Regions from separate parts of the Anser cygnoides genome. Here regions 2 and 3 are each linked to region 1. The links are chromatin contacts, called in public Hi-C maps. All regions are on one chromosome and are shown on one strand. The core of a region is the stretch at or near the end of the contact, and the rest is flanking DNA. Distances in the headings are between cores, read along the strand shown.

The links. Hi-C and Micro-C count contacts between places; a contact is called where the count stands out from the background.
Region 2: a Hi-C map of liver shows a contact between it and region 1, with 7 times the contacts expected there. The contact joins two enhancer-like sites. A contact is called at or near these places in 2 of 7 Hi-C or Micro-C datasets (both in liver).
Region 3: a contact with region 1 is called in a Hi-C map of liver, with 2.3 times the contacts expected there. The contact joins two enhancer-like sites. A contact is called at or near these places in 2 of 7 Hi-C or Micro-C datasets (granulosa cells and liver).

What each region holds. Positions count from the first base shown.
Region 1 is chr2:73,499,187-73,502,198 of Taihu_goose_T2T_genome, forward strand. It overlaps RPP40 (ribonuclease P/MRP subunit p40), which reads left to right. Exons shown (of 11, transcript XR_010829447.1): 9 at 2,606-2,724. Among named protein-coding and RNA genes, the nearest start is that of RPP40, 25 kb to the left of the region's middle. Within about 2 kb of position 1,380, at least 1 of the 3 cell types and tissues checked has open chromatin away from gene starts, as enhancers often do. A contact at or near this core is called in liver, where this site is marked.
Region 2 is chr2:73,796,268-73,799,279 of Taihu_goose_T2T_genome, forward strand. No RefSeq gene overlaps it. Among named protein-coding and RNA genes, the nearest start is that of ECI2, 6.4 kb to the right of the region's middle. Within about 2 kb of position 1,569, at least 3 of the 3 cell types and tissues checked have open chromatin away from gene starts, as enhancers often do. A contact at or near this core is called in liver, where this site is marked.
Region 3 is chr2:73,778,034-73,781,045 of Taihu_goose_T2T_genome, forward strand. No RefSeq gene overlaps it. Among named protein-coding and RNA genes, the nearest start is that of ECI2, 25 kb to the right of the region's middle. Within about 2 kb of position 1,493, at least 2 of the 3 cell types and tissues checked have open chromatin away from gene starts, as enhancers often do. A contact at or near this core is called in liver, where this site is marked.

The sequences.
Region 1 (3,012 bases), core at 130-2,629:
ACATTGCTGGTATGAGCTGGGGTTGTGGCTGCCTTAATGAGAAAACCTGCAAGCTGGTGATAGTCTGTTTAGTGGGGAAACTTGTCAAGTCTGTAGCAAAGTTGTACTCTGATGGTTTATCATCAGTGATTTGCAGGGTCAAGTATGGCAGCAGTCAAGGCACTGCGCACAGACGCCTTCACGCAGTTCTTTGAGTAGAGCTCCTGTTGTACTTGATAGGAGAAACAGGTGTAAAAGAGCCTTATTCTCAGCTGTCATTCTTGCAAGGGAACTGCCTCTCTCTTTTTGTGCATTACATTTTTTTTTTTGTACATTCTGGATGTGTTCTTATTCTCCATTGTCCATGTAAACAGTTTCAGTTTGTGATGAGGCAGTGGTCTGCGAAAATCCAAGTCTTATCTTGCTTATGCCTTGTACTACTGGGCACTGTGTCTTCAGTGATAACACATTTCTGGGGAGTGTGCTGTAGGTCTTTGCCATTAGCACAGAAGCTCTTCTCAGGCACAGTTCCTCTTCATTGGCATGAACTTAGAGGAGCACCGGGACTGTCAGAGACAGGGAAATAATGGTGGCATGGCAAGTTATTGGGGATTACTGGCCAAAAATTTCCTTCAGGGCACTTCCTGGGTTCAAGCCAATTCCTTGGGGTACAAAACGCTGCTGAGGATTTCCAAGGTCTCTGAATCTAAAGACAGGGACTCTGTTTATCTTTTCCCAGAGATTGGCAAAATTATATTATTATTTTTTTCCTCAGCTAATCAATCTGTCTTGGGGAACTTCTGGAAAATTTTTATATGGCTTATTTGTTATATTATCTATGTATAGTGTTATGGACTGTGGTATTATTTGCTTGTTTATTTTTGAAAGTTTAGCAATGAAATTTGCTTTGCTTCATAGAAATTGGTGTCAAAACCTGACTTTTGTCTTCCCCTGGATGTACGGACATATTTCATTTATATCTAGAATGGAATTTTCTGTGTCAGCGTAAAGGAACATGTAATTTCTTCATAAACACTCAGAAATGAAAGTGTGACTTCAGTTATTCTTAGATGCAATGCTGACTTTACAGCTGCTTCTGTGGATGTTCCAGCTCAGCTCTTGAGATCACAAAGTTCAGTTTGCAGACTCCTATTTTGACATGACTGGTCACGAGGCCTACAAAGCAAGCAAAAAAAACCCCAAAACAAACAAAAAAAACCCTCTTGTGGACATGGTTGCTTTCCTTTGCTTTTTTATTTTGATCCTCTTGATTCAAGTGCTTGTCTCGTTCAGAAGCTCCCAGCATTGCATTCTTGTTAATTTTGTTAGCTGCTACTTAGAATCAAAAAACTATTTCAGAACTTACATTCAGGACATGCCAAGTTTCTAGCTCTAATCCCCGTGGCTCTTTCTGAGCGTAGAGCCCAGTGAGAGGGCTGGAGAGAAGGAAGGAAGAAAATATGGACATGTGTCTGCCTTCTGACATTTGAACATAGCGTGCTTCTATGACATAGCAGTCCTGTGCCACAGCAGACCTTACTGAAACCAACATGGAAAGAAAACTAACTTATTTTGTCATTTTTACATCATGGAGTGCAAGCTTGGTTTCTGTAGATGTGTGTGTTTTAGTTATTCCTGGCTTAGCAAGTTTTTTATTTTCTGTTTTTTAAATAATAGTGTTTGATTAAAGATTCCCATCCAACCTGATAAGGTAAGTGAATTTCAAATACATTTTAAGTCTGAGGAGCAGCATGTGCATTTCACGGAAGTTGCTACTGGCAGTGGCCAGTTGGCTTTGCACATGACTGGAGTGATGCTGAGGTGTGTGAGTGCCTGCTCCTACTGAGAAGGATGGTACTGTGAATGTGGTAAAAATTAGTTGGTAAGGAAGAGGCAGGGATGCTAAGCAAGACTTTGAAGAGTATTTATATTCTGGGCTTTGTCTAGCAATTGGGACATTTTGCTGGAGATGGAAGTATAGGGTTACAATGAATGAGTCTCAGAAAGCAGCATTTAGGAAATATTGTTTTATTATAGCATTGTGAATTGACTTCTCATCTTGCAGTGTTATGTAGTCTTTCTATAGTGTGTTTGGTAAGTTATATCCAGAGGACATACACAGCAGGTAGTGTGAGCTGTTAGGTCCAATTTAACATATTTTACTGTCTTCTCCAGTAGCCAGTGTGGTTGCATTTCAGTATGACTGCCAGAGGCATTGCAGCTTGATTGATTAAGGCAGACCTCAGGGAAAAAAAAGGCAAAATTTTTAGAAGCTGCTGAGGTTAAAGCAATTTTTCAGGTATTATAAAAGGCATGTGTATTTGTTTTTAAGTATTTCAATCCTTTTTATCCTTGAAGAAACAAATAAGACTTTTTCTTTAGGCTTTTTACTAGAGTAAAAGATGATCCCTGTCTTATCCAAAACACACAAGTCACTCTGTGTTCATCTCTATTCTGGGTGATTTGGTACCTTTTAGTACAAGATGTTGGGTTCTCAGAAGATTAAAGTATGTAGTGTTGCAGAGCCTGATGATCTTGCAGCTCTAGCCATAGAGATCATTTGTGGATGATGTTTGTATCATTGGAAAATAAATACAAGTTTATTTTAGTTTTGTTTTCCCCACAGAAGCACACAATGGTTGAAGCTGGAAGAGACCTCTGGAGGTTGTTTGGTCCAACTCCCCTGCCCTGGAGCTGGTTGTCCAGGAGGCTTTTGAAGATCTCAAATCTCTCCAGGCAACCTGGGTCAGTGCTCAGTCAACCTGACATTGGAAAAAGTGTTCCCTGATGTTCAGATGGACCCTCCTATGTTTGTGCTCACAGCCTCTTGCCCTGTCACTGGACACCACTGAAAAGAGCCTGGCTTCATCTTCTGTATACCCTCCATTCAGGTATACGTTGATGAATTCACCCCTTGGAGCCTTCTCTTTTCTCTGTTATCCCTCAAGCAGATATGAGGGTGGTTGAAGTCTCCCATGAGGACCAGGGACTGCAAACGTGAGGCTTGTTGTCTGCATGAGGTTAGGTGTAGGT
Region 2 (3,012 bases), core at 319-2,818, 300 kb after region 1:
ATAAATCAAGTAAGTAAGTAAAAGTACCTAAATCCTAAGGAATGAAGAAAGTATGAGCATAGTCATCTAGAAATGCCAGTCCTTATTAAAAAATAAAATAATAATAACAATAATAAATCCTTAACCAGAAATTCACTACCTTTCAAGGCTATCGCTAAGCAATAAGTACCAAATTGGCTGTATTCCAGAAAGCTGCACTGTGGAAGATTAATCTAGAAGATATTCTTTCTGAAAAAAATCCAGAACAACTCACACGAATAAGTATTTTTCACAGACATTGTTTGTGGTTACTTTGTCTGCTTGGTTTAACCAAAAACATTTCTACATGAAAGCAGGAGAGATGCTATCAAGGAAGAGGAACGGTAGGTGGTATCTACACAAAAGCAGAGACACGCTAAGGCTTGTGGAGATGCAATGTAGGTATCAGGGAATAATCATCAGAGCCCTGTATGAAACGTATTTACTGAAGTGACATTACTGTATGGTTTATTTAAATTTTTGCTTTCCCTCTGTAGATTATCTGTCTAAATGTATTATCTTATGGCACGAAACGTGAGAAATTGCAGAACACACAGTAAAAGATCTACATGAGCTACTGTCTACCCGATTTGTAGGGAGAAAAGAGGATAGTGGAACAGACTAAAGGCCAAAGCAAGACAAACACATTTTGCTGGATTGCAAACTTACAGCTTGAAAGAACACCAACAGTTAAACTTTAATAGGAGAAAATGAAGTTAGTTATGACCTATTATAAGCTAATACAGAGAGAGATCGAAAGGGATCTGCCCTCCCTCAAATTCAGAGAACGACATTACTATCTTAAAGAGATCCAAATGGGAAGTTTTGGGGTGAATTTTGACTTTACTGGAACAAAATTACCCTAGATGAAGAAAATTGGACCAGATATCCTCCCTTAGCAAAAGAATGTATTAAGTACATGCTGAAGTATTTGGGGAACATGTTGAGAAAAAAACACGTTGAATTCCTTAGCAATATAAATCCTCCAAAAAACCTCTGCCCTTGGTAAGTAAACCAGTCCTGCACAACAGGCAGCCTGGAAAGCAAATTACCTTACACGCTGAGCTGCCAAAAAAGCAACAAGTACACCCTGCAGTCAAGATGGTCGCTGGGCCAGACAAACCAAGCCTGATGAAGTGGTGAAGTTGTAGGAGATGCACTTCAACTCTGGTAAATCCAGGTCTTAAAAGGTTTAACTCCTCTAAGTTTATGCTGCCCTGAATTCAGCAACTTGCTTGGAGTCATTAGATATCTGGTAACTTTTCCACAGATGCTCATGTTAACAAAGCCAGGCAGAGATTACCCCAGGTAGGCTTTGATCACACATACGCAAAGCGAGATATAGCCTAGTGAAGCAGCTTTGTCTGGCTAGACGTAGGGGTGTAGTCTAAAGATAAACGTTTCAGCAATAGTGCTGTCTTAAACAGTCGCTATGCTCTGAGCTGTGCCAGCTCCACTGTTTTTGTGAACAGTGTAAGTCAAACCAGCAAACTGGTCCAGCTGATGGGTCTTCTAGACTGGGTTACTTTTTAACTGGATCAGTTGTCTCACCTGCTTCCCAGAATGCCCACACAAATGCGGATGTCAGCACAACACAAAGGGTTATGCAAGGGTCAACACAAGCAGAAGCAGAGATTGCTGACACTTGAGATACATCAAGGCCAAGAAAATCCCACACATGAGAAAAATGTTTAGTAGGATAGTTGTTTGATGGAGGGTGAAGCTCGTGATGTGGTCTTTTGCTTAGTGGAACCATTAACAGTTTCACTTTCCTCTGTACGACCAAAAAAAAATAAAATAAAATTGTAAGGACCTACTATCTTCCTCTGTCAGCTCTGGTTTTAACAGACTAATAGATGCACATTACTATAGCTTTATAACTCACTTCTTAGAGGAGCAAGTTAACAGCCCCATTTATACCTACTTACACAGATGCTTTCTGTGATATGAGAGTAAAACATTTTAGCAATATAATTAGACCAATACAGAAAGTGAAACAAATCCCTCAGAGGCTATACTTTAATGCTTTAATGTCGTAAGCTGAGGCAATAAAGCACTGCTGCTGAAAGAAGCAATTCTACTGCTTGTCAGATTCCCTTACATCTCTATCCTTTGCACTGATAGGACTGTGCATTGAGTTGTGTGATGCAAAGGATCAGAGATTTGATCTGGGTCACAGTTAACCTTTATTTATTTACATACTTGCTTTTGCCTGGCTAATTGTAACTTAGATCTGAACCCTGAGCTGGTTCAATGCTTGACTGTGAAAACATCTGTGTCAGCAGAAAAGAAGGCATGGGAGTGAACAGGGAAGGCCTTAGGAAAATAGACTGCTCCTTTCAGTAGCAGCATTTGCACACACTGGTTTAAAGTTTAAACTGTGAAATGATGCCCCGAAATACTTTTTTTTTTTTTTTTCCAAAAAGTGAAAGAACAACAAAGAGTAGGACTGATAGTTGCTTGGCAAAAATGCTTGAAAAGTCCACAGCCAGCACCTGCATCATTAAATGGTTCAGGAATCTATAAAGAACTCCAATTTAGGAAGATTTCAGTTCCTTTAATTAACAACAGTTCTGTTGTTAGTTGATTCATATGTAAAGTAAGACTCCTGTAACCACATCTCCTGATTGAACTTGTGCCAGCAATGTTTCTTTCCCAGGTGCTCTTGCTGTGAAAAAAACAATGCAACGTAATGTACCACTCTAGATGCTTTCAGAGAGTACTTTACTTTCTCATTTCCTGCATTTGGCAGATTATATTTAAGCAGGTATCTTACCTGTCCTGGAAAGGAGCATATGATATGTAACCTTACACAAATGAGAGTAGCACTTCAAAAAGCATGCTGAGTGTGTACAACTTCCATAGATTGTTAATAGGAGTTGCAAATCCAAAACATATTTTGAAACTTACAGGTCTTTTAAAAGCTAAACATATAGATTTACTGGTTACCAACTAAATGTCTACAAAAACTCTCTGAGGTTATTTTGTATGTTA
Region 3 (3,012 bases), core at 243-2,742, 280 kb after region 1:
GACTCAGAAGTGACCAGGATTTTGAGGAATTACCACGGAGAGTATGTTAAAGTACTTAGTCACAGATTAGGAATCTTTTCTGGTTTCCAGCAAATGGCTTCCTTGGATATAAGCTTAGAATTCTAGGATTGTATTCTTTACTTTGAAGCAGTTGTAACAGGTAGGTGGGATCATCAAGAATATCTAAGACCGCTCAAATTTTTAATATTATTAATATTAATAATAGTCAAGTGTCTAATTCACATTGATTTCATACACTGTTCTGAAGTGCTTCTGTTGCAGAAGTAATTCATGCATAAGCTAGATTAAAATTGTCACTCTCCTTTTGTTTTTCTTACTTCATTAACAATGTATATTGTATATATAAATATGAATTATTTATTGTCATCTCTCTGCCCCCTTTTTTATTAATGTGTAAATAGTATTCTGAATAGTATTCTGAGAGATCCTATCAAAAGTTAATGTAAGTGTTGGGAACATCTCTGATGAAGTTTTTTCTTGAAAAACTAGAAAATAAATTATTTGGAAATAATCTTTATTTCCAAGATTATTTCCAATAATCTTTCCAAGGGAAATATAAAGCATTTCTAAAAAAAACCAAAACTTCATACCTCCTGTTAGTCTCTGCCATGACTGAATAGAAGGCAGAGAATAGTATGAGTGATTGCTGCAGAAAGATAGTGTTGAGCATATCCCTTGGCATATCCCTCTTCACCTTCTGTCCAGTGTAAGAGACCTGAACATTAGAGGATTTGTAGTCTATTAATTTGTGTTGGGCTGTTTGATGGTGCTGGAGCACTGCAAGTTTTGCTTGCTCAGTTTGTTTCTGCCCTATAACACACTGTGTGCATCAGATTAGCAATTGACTGAAGGTAAGGTAGCTTAGCAATTGCAATATTCTGTTTCTTGCTTGCTCAAGAAGGATGAAAGAGCCCAAATTGGTCTATTATTTCTTAACAGAGCTATTAATATAAAATACATTTATTACAGATTTCAATAGCTGAACTAAGTACAAGCCAAGTTCTGTTTAGCTGCATTCATGTAATTCTTCTGGAGTTAAGTGCAAGTCAAAGAACTGGGCCTTAAATTTATCTAAAATATTAATACTCGTGGAAAGCTAAACAACAAAGTCATCAGATTGAAACTATGGGATCATTTATAATAAAGTCTGCTGGCTCAGAAGATCTTGGCCCTGACTATGCTTGTACTAGCACCAGTGATGCGTAATTCAACTGGAGACAGTGTAAAATGAATAGGCGAGACTGCAATCATGCCTTCTGAGTCCAGTATCAACATCTTCACAACTTGTATTTAAAACAAAAGTTGTGTTGATCCATTTTACAGTTTTCTTCCTAGAAATCCTCGCAGAATAACAGTCTCTCTTTTTCTTTTTCTCTCTTTTACTCTTTTTCCTCTGAGGTACACAGAAATTACGCAGCACTCAGAGCAGCTGCCAAGGACAGTTCAGCTAGGAGCGCTGTAACAGGCGTCACATTTCACGTGTCTCCCAGCCAGCCTTGATGTAATGCAGGAAAAATCAGATGATCTTTGGCATGTGTGAGAGGAGGAGAGAGCAATCTACCAGGCCAAAGCTATCACAGGAGGAAGCTGATGTGAATGCAAGGAGTTTACTTCCCTGGAAACATTCCAGTCTTGAAACTCATGGGAATTCCCTCAGCAGGAGCTTCAGACCTTAGAAAACCAGGCAGGAAGCTGACTGCTTGCATCTTTTGCATCTCTTGAATCTCTCTGTGGGCATTTAGTGCCAGTTTTTAAAGACTGAGTTACTACACACCAAACTGACTCCTGATTTCTGCCTCCCACCCTCTCATGGACGTGCTGTGGGCTACAACAAGGGACTCTAGGAACCAGTAGGCCTGTGAAGAGGACAGGTCTATTAAAGGCCAGGCCACTGGGGATCTGGGCAGTGACAGCAGAGAACGATGGCCAGTCACAAAAGGGAAACAGGGAAACGTCTGTGAGCTCTGTTATAATTCAGAGCCCCTTCAGCCTTCATAATGCTGCGTTGCTAGCAGCCGGTAGGCCAGCATCTGGAAGAATCACCCCCACAGACTCCAGCAGAGCGCGCTGAAGGAGCAGCTCTTTGGGAACAAGATCTCCCCACCAGTGTAAAATCCAAGCAACTCTACAGCAGGCTCGGTGAAGATTTATGCAGCCTCACTCTGCCTTTGAAGGAAATCTGTCTTTGGGAGTAGGTATATTACACTGGATTTCATTTCAGATTATGGCACCTCAATTAGGAGAAAGAACTCCTCTGAACAGCAGTCTTAAGAACTCATCTTTTAGCACTCTTCAGATGAAAAATAATCAGAAACTATCATAAAACAGCTCTAAGTTTCGTCTTCAGAAGCATACATATAGCATCAAATCGCACCCTGATTAAAAAACAAAACAAAACAAAACAAAACAAACCTACAAAACATCTGAGTCCAGTCTTATACCTCCCCACCACGATGAGGACCGGTCTGGATCCCTTACCACTTCCTTTGTGCCTGTCAGACACTGCTCCATCATCCAGTTGTACCTGCAGTAGGAGTGGCCGAATCCCACTTTTTATGAACGGCATCAGCTTGTGTTGGTGTGTTTAAGAGACTTCCTCGTTTCTGGGAGTGGCAGTTACTAGTGCCATGGGAACAACCTCACCAACTTGGTAGGAAATTTAGAGCGAGTGCTAAAAAATTGTGGTGAGTAGATAAAATAAGAAAGGACACTTTTCAGCTTTAGTGCCTGAGAATATGTGCGAAAGACCACCAAAAAGCCTTGGTGCAAAACCTCTGCCAGAGCAGCTACTCTTGTTTTCAGGTCTCATTGTCTGAGCAGTACACTGAGCCGCAGCCCACGGACAGAGAGGCTCAGTACTAGTCTGGAGATTGCTGCATTGCTGCCTGTGATATAGGCAATATATGGACATTGCTCTGAGACAGATATGGAAGAATTCTGAAACAGAATTTGTATCATCACGCCAGCTGACAACAGTAGTTGTTTCAAGGA